Linked DNA regions of Larimichthys crocea: region 2 is linked to region 1. Evidence: chromatin contacts called from public Hi-C data. All regions are on one chromosome and are shown on one strand. The core of a region is the stretch at or near the end of the contact, and the rest is flanking DNA. Distances in the headings are between cores, read along the strand shown. Region 1 holds the start of LOC104929666 (relaxin-3 receptor 1). Region 2 holds the start of LOC104932606 (integrin alpha-6).

The links. A called contact is a pair of places that touch in the nucleus more often than the background predicts.
Region 2: a contact with region 1 is called in a Hi-C map of muscle, with 9 times the contacts expected there. The contact joins the promoter of LOC104932606 here to the promoter of LOC104929666 in region 1. A contact is called at or near these places in 3 of 7 Hi-C or Micro-C datasets (all in muscle).

What each region holds. Positions count from the first base shown.
Region 1 is chrXII:16,128,951-16,134,037 of L_crocea_2.0, reverse strand. It overlaps LOC104929666 (relaxin-3 receptor 1), which reads right to left and starts at 2,674. Exons shown (of 3, transcript XM_010744247.3): 1 at 1,550-2,674; 2 at 907-1,350; 3 at 1-820. The coding sequence starts at 1,756. The coding sequence ends at 209.
Region 2 is chrXII:16,735,089-16,740,175 of L_crocea_2.0, reverse strand. It overlaps LOC104932606 (integrin alpha-6), which reads left to right and starts at 2,326. Exons shown (of 26, transcript XM_027285304.1): 1 at 2,326-2,610. The coding sequence starts at 2,432.

The DNA.
Region 1 (5,087 bases), core at 1,425-3,924:
CTTTACATGTGATCGTAGGCAGATTGAATTATGTTTAGACATAACCATGACCAGCTGTTTACCCCTGCTTATAGTTGTTGTGCTGAGCCAAGCTAACCTGGCTGCAGCATATTACATCCAAACTTGAGAGTGCTCTCATCAAACTCTTGGCAAAAAAGCAAATAACTGCATTTCCCAAAATGTCAAACTTTTCCATTTACAGAGTAAATTACATATTGATGTCTTTGTGTATCATGACCAGGCTGGGTGGTGCTTCCTCCACTCTTCTCCCTCTCAGAGCCAGAGTAAGAACATTTCGGACGGAGTGAGACACTCTCAGCAGAAGCGCCTTCAGTCCAGCTCTGTACTCTTTTCGGATCAGGCAGTAAAGCACCGGGTTGAGACAGCTGTTTGCATGAGCTAAACACACAGTCAGGGGGAAGGCGTAGGCCTGGGCGTTGTAGAAGGCTTTGCTGAAGGGCACCAAGTCAAATTTGATTAGCACCCCCCAAAGGGTCAGAGCCTGGTTGGGCAGCCAGCAGATGAAAAAGGACAGAACCACGATGGTGACGGAGCGGGTGACTTTGGAGCGTCGGCGGTGGCGTCCTCTCTCAGACTCTGACCTCTCTGTGACATTTGCGCTGACCATGCTGCCTACGATCCGCCGGCTCAGGATGAACCTCAGGAGGAGGAGGTAGCACACAGAGATGACAATCAGTGGAACTACAAATCCCAGGAGGACTTTCTGTGTTTGATAGAGTCCAAGCAGGACTTGAGGATCCCAGTGGTCTGAATCAGAGTCAGAGAACCGCACTAAGCACAGCTCGTCATCTGCAGACACCTGTAAACACAACAACAACTGCATAAGAAGTGTGTACTGTAAGCAAATGAAAGCAGGGATGGTAGTTCAGTCTCGGTTCAACAAACCTGGACTGTGGTGGAGTAGAAAGCATGAGGCAGTGTAGCCACAAGTGACACCACCCAGATGGCTAAACTGGCCCATTTGGCACGAGTAGTGTCGTTTCTAGGGCAGTCCATCTTCAAAGAGGTGACCAGGGAGCGGTAGCGGGTCACACTCATGGCGGTGAGGAAGAAGACGCTGGCGTACATGTTCAGGGTGGTGACAGAGCTCACAATCTTGCACATGACCCGGCCAAAGGGCCAACGAAAGTCCAGCACCGTGTCCACAGCCCAGAAGGGCAAGGTGAGCACAAACTGGAGGTCTGTCAGCGCCAGGCTCATCACAAAGCAGTCGATGGAAGAGTGGTGGTGGCCTCTGCGGCGGGAGTGGAGCAGGAAGAGCGCCAGGAGGTTACCCACAAGCCCCAGAACACACACCACCAGGTACACCGTGGCAATGAGAACTCGCACCTGTCAAACACATGCAACAACATTTAAATCTTCATCTTGGAGCTGCCAGATGGTCACAAAAGTACACACATGGAAAACTGAAGTGAGAACACCTCCAGACACTTTATTTCACCACATGCTGATGAGAATGACATTTATTCATTTTATCCATCTGGATTTGTTTTTTTTTTTTTTTTTTTAATCCTTAAATAAACCTTACTGCCAGATTTGCGCTGTCTCCATGCAGATCCAATGAGGACTCCTTGGAGAGGATGTGAAGCCAGCAGTTCAATGAAAGATTAAACGCAGCGAGGTTGGAAGCTGCCTCTGTGGGGCTGACAAGTTTAAAGATTTCATGTTCATCCTCCTCTCCTCCGCACACGCTCAAAGCGGTTAATGATCCAGAGGAGGTGCTGTTACTCTGCATGACTGCAGAGGGTGAAGAAAAGGCGACTTTCTTTATATTTAAAAAAAAAACAACTTCCCAGTGTTTCACCTCCTTTTTTTAGGCTAACTTCCAGAGTGCTGGTGCGCAGATTTGGATGCAAAAATCCCCATCGTCCTCGTCCTGTGTGTAGTCTTGTTCAAAGTCTCTGCGGGAGGTCCGGAGTTGCGTAAATCATCCGAGTATTTGTAAACTTAAACGCGTCTCTGCTCGCATGTTACTGCTTTTATAAGCGGAAAGAAATATGTAAAGAACAATAAAAAGGTGATTAATCCATGTCAGTTTACTTAGGAGCGTCCATGCTGAAGTATGTAGTAATGCAGCCGCCTCTTCTTTCGGTGATGCTGACAGCATCCTCATACGGGAGGCTTTTATACTCGCTCACACTCTCCTCCACCTCTCGATGGCGCGCTGCCGGGCCAAGCGCACATGCACTACAGGCTTAGTACGAGCAGATAAAGGACATGAATGAAGCTTCAGTGACTAAAGTTCTGATTTTCAACTTCCTATTTTCCATTAAAAGATACAATCAGCTGTTTTTTAAAGGTTTTATTTATCTGCCATAAACATGTGTAAGAGGGAAAGGCTAGTCACTCACATGCTTCACACTGCAATCCAGTGTCTATGTGTATTAAAGCTGTAATTTGTGCTTTGTGCATGGTGAGAAATGTCAGAGGTATCTTGGAAGAGTGCTTCTGTAAAAAGCTTAAATAGATGAAGTAAAGACAAAAAGGGCCTTGTGAGATATTTGATCCCAGTTCTTTTCTTTATTAAACCCACCTGTACACAAAAGATAGAAATAGTAGGAACTGGAAAAATATCTTAAAAGGATGTTGCTATGCCTGGAATTCACAACCCCCACCCCAAGCAGCATTTTTGTCCAGATTTTTTCCTTCAACACATTCAATCAATCTTTCATTGAAACATTGAAGTCTGTTGATAAAAAAAAAAAACTCAGACAGTTCATAAACAAGTCCCTGGAAATAGATTTTAAACATTGGTTAATTATTTACACCTGATTTAGACTAATCTAACAGTGCCGACTTTAAGACATGCTTAAACATACTGAGATTTTGTGCTTATTATGTTGTATGGTAGGAAGTGTCTTTGGTGAATGGATTGTTGGGCCTCAGTAAACATGTATTTCTCCCTTAGTTCATTTAAAACCAACTAATACAGGATTTGTTTGCTACAAGCCTTTTTGAAAAAAATGATTGTTGTATTTATTTTTCTCTTTGATGGAGCCAGCTAATCACAGGCTCTGATGTCAGGTCCAAATATCACCTTTAATATTCCTGCGTGTGATATGAGGGTAAATTATACATGATGGTATTTTCAGAAAGGTTTCCTTAGCCTACAAGGGTTTGTTCACATGCATCTGAAATGATGCACATCAGAGGAATGATAAATTAGATTTCAAACAGCTTTCACTCTTTGTGAAGGAGCCAGAGAGAGCGAGAGAGAGAGAGATGAGTGTGTTGTTTTTGATTTGCATTTCTTATAGGTCACTGTTGGTATTCACACAATGCATCAATATGGACACCGTGTACATTAGAGAGAAAATAAGGTGGGAGGTGCAGGTTAGAAAAGGGAAAATTCAGTCAAAGTAATTTTCTAAAGCTGTTTCAACAGTCTGGACTGGACTTGCTTGGACACGTCTGACCTATCAAACAATTTGCACAAATCTTTCACTTTCATTTATGGTTTGCTGAATTTGTCCAACCGTAGACAGCCTGGCATCTTGTCTTATCAGTAAACTGCAACACCTCACCAATTTATTTCAAGTGACATTATAAGTGACCCTCTTCTCTGATTTAAAGTCCGGTCGAGGCACATCATTGTCATCTTTCTTTGTCTGCTTTCATAAGCAGTGAGGAACAACTTCAAATGAAAGCAACAGTAATTTGTTGACAGTTTCCTTTCCCCCCTTTAATGTTTAACCAATATTGAGATGGATGGAGATGCAGATACGGCTGCAGGCTGACCCTGAAGTTCTCTGTGAAGCCGCTCATTTGCATTCTGTCAAAGCTTTCCAAGACACTTGAGCATGTCTAATTTCATTTTTCATACGTGTGTCTTTGTTTTTTTCGCAGCACTTAGAAAACAAAAGTGATCACTGAGGAGATATTGACATTGATGATGTCACAGCAGCCTGCCGACAAAGTGATTGGAATTCACATCTTGAAGGGTCTGTCTGTAATGCATGCAATATAGCAGAGGTGAAGTAAAGCTCTTCACAAGCAATGTTCTTATTAGTAATTCAGGTGTGCGCAAACAAAATATTAAGAAAGAACTTCATTCAGAAAAGGGAAATTAAAAAAACGATTATATATTCTCTCTCTTGTTAGTAAAACCTTGACCATTACATCCACCCAAGGGCACCATTGAAAAGGTATAATAATCATTTGTATAAAGATATGTGTCTCACTGTTTTTCTTTTCATTAAGGCAGAAGAAGGCAAGGAGAATGTGTAAGTGCTTCGGCTCCTGATTGCAAAATTTAAAAAGATTTTGACCAAAAGTTCATGAAACCACAAATGGGACAACTCAGCTTGCAAGAATATCTGAATTAATGATTTTTTTTTTTCCTCCTGCGATCTGTTTCTCCCTTCAGGTACCACCCCATCTGCTCATCTCTCACCTGATTGATATTCTGATATTCAGGGTTTATACCTACATGTATAACCACAACACATTGCTTAAAGCAGTCTGATTAATAATTCATTTTCTACCTCTGTGGCTTTCGAGGCTTTGGTTTGCTGAAATCATTTGGTTTTTAAATTGTAAGGTTTGGTCCACTTTCTCTGTAACAACTTGAACAAACAGCTCTCAGAGAGGATTGGTAAATGACACCTATCCTGCAAATAGAGTCGCAGAAATACTGGACTCATGAGCTTAAGTTTACCCACCTGAAACATTTCTGACCAAACTTTTCAGTTTATTAAACAGAATCATGCCATGACAGAATGTAATATTTTAGTTATTCATTTAACTCATATTGTTTCATCTTCATACATTATGTTTCAGTGCTAGTACCCTAGTGGAGAGTGGAGAAACTAATAACCAAGTTTGGTTTCTGCTTAAATACCTGCAAAACTAATGATCAACCTTGCCTGTATTTTTTTGTATTTATTGCTAATTAGCATTAACATTGGCATGCACACCAAACTATAACACTGTCTGCAGACTGTATTCCAGTCAAACTGCAGTATGTAACACACATCTTTAGGACTGTCCTCAGTTGAGTTCAGCTTATTGCAGCGAGCAGAGGTTTCAAAAATAAATCCTCACGTGAGCCTGATGTTGCCCTCAAT
Region 2 (5,087 bases), core at 1,077-3,576, 610 kb before region 1:
TGCTGTCGCAATACTGAATATGTTTTTCACTGCGCCCATACACATGACTCAGCTTTTAGCTCTGCGTACAGATAACTGCAGTGTGTATGCACATATAACAGGATTGTTAATTTGAAGTTTCCTGTTCAAGATTGAGTAAAATAATTAAAATGGTTGACTCTTTAAAAAAAGAAGTAGCTGATGATTATAGATTTGAGCTATTTCGTCTCTGACTCAGAGTTAATCAGCAATGATTCATTAATAAAGTGATCAGGAAACCAATTCAGAGATATGTATCTTATCAGGTGGTGATTCATTTAACAATCTACTCTTACGTATGTTATCAATATTTATTATTTCTCTGTTTATTCAGAGCTGGGAACTGGTTGTTTACTTTTTCATTATTCACAGTTAATTCCTGTCGTTTGCCTTTATCCTTACGTGTCACTCTTAAATCATCACTAGATGTCAATAAATCTATGCCCAACTGTAGCTGCGGTGCGCCTTTCAGCCTGTTTATGTGTAGACAAGATGTGTGACCTTTATTTCCCAGGAGGGTATTAGAAGAGAAGAGGAACAGGAGAGGGGGATAATGTGGTTGATAGCCTGTGGTATGTGAGATGTTGAGGTTAGAAAATAACAACAAATTTTTGGCTGGAAATAAACCCAGCAGTAGCCATGGAGGGATGAATGAGAGCTGGTGAGGCTCAAAAAGGTGAAGAAAGAGGAAGTGTCATATGTCTGTATGTATGTATGTTAATTAACTGTCCTCCTGTTGTCACTGTGTCAACGTGCTATCCACTGGAAGTTTATCGTGAAAGAACTCCAAGGGCAACTGGACTTAACTCACCTCACTTTGCACGCTGCTTATCAGCGATAAGGCCAATACCTGTTGCTGACCTTCTGCAGACAACTCCACAAATCACTGGTGACCGTGCAGCTGGCTGATACTCTTACCTGGAATGGGAACAACATGGTCACGTGATTTTTGAAAGGGATTCCTTGACTTTGAAGAAGGGAGATTTTTATAAGATAGAGGAATATTACCAAGACATCTGCCAGACATGTGACTGAGCCGGACAAAAAGAAGGTTTTGAAACTCTAATTCACTAATTGCTCTGCTATGAAAAATCTGTACACATCAAATTCACTTTATTTTGTCATCTGTTCATTAAAAAAAAAATCTAATAGAGAAATATCAAGAGTAAACTTGTCCAGCTTCAAGTCTTAAGTAGATAACAGACCTGTATAGAAGCCACATTCTTCCCTTGCCCTTTTCCCTTTCTCCACTCCCCTCTTCCACCATTATTTGTGCCTTTTATACTGTATGTGGGCAGTTTCTTTCTCCCTCTCCCTTTCTGTCTGCCTTCTTTCTTAATGTGCAGACAATGCCTGCGTTGTCTGCTGAAATGCTGTGTCGCGAGGACAGGCTTTGGGTCAGCGTCTCATGGAATGCCTTGAAAAACCTTGTACTGAAGGAGTGGGTTAATGTGCTCGTCTGTGCCCTGTCTGGTCTCTGGGCTCCTTCTGTGACTCATCTAATGAGTCATTATAGAAGACACAGGCCCTGTAGTGATAACATGTAATGATCTGAGGGCATTGTAAGTCTAAATTCTGACTAATTTCAAGCTTTGGGGTTTCTGAGCTGTGGTTTGTAGAGGCCTGCTACTGTATTGCAAACACACCCGTTGCTGAATAGCTCTTTCTGTTCTATTCTTTTGGTTCAAAACCATGTCTTATCTCAGTCTCAGTATTTGTTTCTCTGTTTCTGTCTGCCTCTCCCAGTCTTTGTATTGCTATTGTTGATTGTTGAGTGAACTGATCATCCCACACCCAAAAGTAATATTTGTATTTCTGGCAAAATTACTGTATCGACTAACAACTGTGCCATGAGGATACTTTCTCTTCTTTCTCCCAGCCTACTATCTTCCCCTGGTTAACAGTAAACACAATTTACCGTCAGTGTGCAGATTGCACTATCGTGTCACTGGGCTTTTTTTTATGCCAATATTTTCCCTCTTAGGAACTAAGGATATGTTTTGTTTATGCCTGTTTCCAAGGCAGTTTAGCTGAAGTCTTTATTATAGTGTTTTACTGTCAGAAGCTGCCAGTGCAGCCCAAAGCACCATCTTATTGCTGCAAATGTGTTTCAACAAAGCCTCAGGCGTCACTAATCTGCTTGGATTAAAGAATTGATCTGCTGCACACCAACAAAAAGACTAACAAGGCATTGATCTGTTCCGGTTACAATATAGGTTTTAGATTTTTCAAGCAATTTGAGGTGTGCTTGTGCCAGGAGAGTCCATGTGGGAGGGGCAGCTCCAAGTAAAGTGGACAGCAGTCAACACCCCCCCCAGCAGTTAGTTGCACTCTGCACCTCCTTCAGTGAGGACTCACCTTACACCAGCTCAAAGGGAGTTTTGTATTTTTGTATTATTATTGTTATTATCCCATGGAGGGCAGGATCACCTGTGGACTGTGGCCTGTGGTCGTCTTTCTCTTGGGATGTGGGCGACTGTCCGCTTTCAATCTGGACACCGAGAATGCTCTGCGGAAGAACGGGGATCCAGGCAGCCTCTTCGGCTTCTCTCTCGCCATGCACCGGCAGCTCGATCCGGTGGATAAAAGAATGTAAGAGCCACACTTTCTTTTCTTTTCTCTTCTTTTCTTTCCTTTCCTTTTCTTTTCTTTTCTTTTCTTTTCTTTTCTTTTCTTTTCTTTTCTTTCCTTTTCTTTTCTTTTCTTTAACGTTTGGACTCTTTATGCCTCGGAAACTCGCTATACATTTAAAATAACTTCTGTAACCATGCAATTAAAATGTCACAACAGTGCAGACGGCTGTAAGTTTAATTAGGACTGTAGGAGCTGCTGCAGGTCCTTCGTAAAGCTGCTTTTAGAAATACAGACACCATGTAAGTTAACGCAGAAATGTCACTATAGAGCTTAAAGCTACGCGGTCATTTGAGCTCAGGTATGTCCGCATGTAGTTTCACACCAGTAGGCTCCAAGTTTCTCATTAATCTCAGCAAAACATTTTGTTTAGTTCCTTAAAGGTCTGTCCCGAGCCTTATCCACCTGCTGTAAGTGAAACCACAGGCCTGCTGCTTGTTAACCTTTGTTCAGTCTTTCCTTCCAGGTTACTTATTTGTGAGTTTTTATTGGATCTCCACGCCAGATTCCTGTTCACGTGCACTCAAAGCCGCGTGCCCACATTTTTTGGCTGACTATATCCCAAAGTTTTAATTTTTAATTTTTTTTATTTTTTTTAGGTGAGACCAAGCCATTGCTGTTAGGAGCAAAACATCTCATTGAATCATTGTTGGCATTTTTATGGGCACTGATTCAGAGGGATTTGTCACTGTGCATAAAGGCTAACTGCCATCAAGTGGTCACTGGTTTGAATAGCCTGAATATTAACTGAGCTGAGACCAGAGCAGTCTTTAATCTGGTGATCTGTTTTAGAACGGCTCAACCAGAAATGTTTGTGAATAAGAGATTTAAAATGGTTTTGTTGGTTCATATTCAGTGGTGTAGGGAGTATTCACATCCTTTAAAGGTTTAAAGGTGTGTAACATTTACCAGGCTCTATCTACAATATAGCAGTGATGTAATATGCAGTAATATTCATAAATATGTTGTTTTTAGTGTATAATCACCTTAAAATAATAATCGTTATGTTTTTGTTACGTTAGACTTACTAACTTACGTTAGCCTTTTATATCTACAGAGAGAGCGGGTCCTCTTCCACAGAGTCCGCCATGTTGAACCACCGTGTTTTTACAGTAGCCCAAAATGGACAAACTAAACACTGACTCTAGCCCGGACCTTTTGCAGTCATCTCCATCATGCTAGGACAGAGAGGGTGAATCAAGGAGGTTGCAATCAGCAACTACACCTCTAGAAGTGACTAAATTCTACACTGTGGTCCTTTAAAGGTAGCAATGCCACAGCGCAAAAATAGTTATATGGATATATATCTTGCATTGACAGTGTAACATAAGTAAAAAGCAAGTAACAATTAAAATCAAACTATTAAAGTTAAAGGCCCTCAATGCAGAAAAGGTATCGTCTGTTATATATATTAGATTACTGTCAGTAATGCAGTAATAATAAAAAGTATGTGCGTTAATGATGTAGTTGGTTGAGGTGGAGCTAATTTGAACTGCTTTATAAATGATTGGATAACAAAAGCATCATGTTTGTAAGCTCATCACATGTTTTGTATATGACATCTTAATTAAATGAAACAAAGTAAGGTAGGAGTAAAAAGAATATCTTATATTTCAACTGTAGTGGAGTATAAATATATATGATAACATATATAAGTAAAGTAGTATGTAATAGAAATATTATGTTAAAGTGCAAAAACCACAGTGATTGATTATAATCCACTACTATCCCTGATTTAGCACATGATGTCATTTTGTAGATTATGTCATTTAAGTTACAGTTACAGTGCCAGCATCAGTGCCTCTAGGGATCAAACTGCTTGTGCTGCTATTATCTGTCTTTTTACACAGAATTGATCAATACAAAGGCATTTCTCTTGGCAGGTAGTGGGAAACTGTGCTTCAGGTAGTGGTTTGTATTTGTATAGCTAATGCACAGGGGTCACCACAGTGTGTTTACCCACTGCACCATGTCCTGAACTATTACAGCTCAGAGCTATTAGCATCCACAAGTCTTTAACCTTATCTGCAGAGGTTAACGCTGTTCTTTAACGTATTTACACACTTCTACTACTGTTGCACGTTCACACACACACGCACAGTGGCAGTTGGTGTCCTAGTTTTAGGCTGTGTCTAAATGAAAGACACATGGTGATCACACACGGGACCAGAGCCACTACAAAGTCCCCCTGCTTCAGGTTGTAAAGTTAAAGAAAACAGGACACAGTTGGATTGTGTGGGCTGAAAAAAAAACCTGATTTCAGTGGAGATAATGTGGACTGAGCTTTTAGAGGAGGCGTCAGCTACTAAACAGTGTTGCTGCGCTATCCAAAATTGCTATTCATACCATGGTACGAAAATTGTTGTTATCATACAATACATTTGTTTGTGTACATTTGCTTATCTATGGAATTGAAGACGACACAAAAACACAAAAAG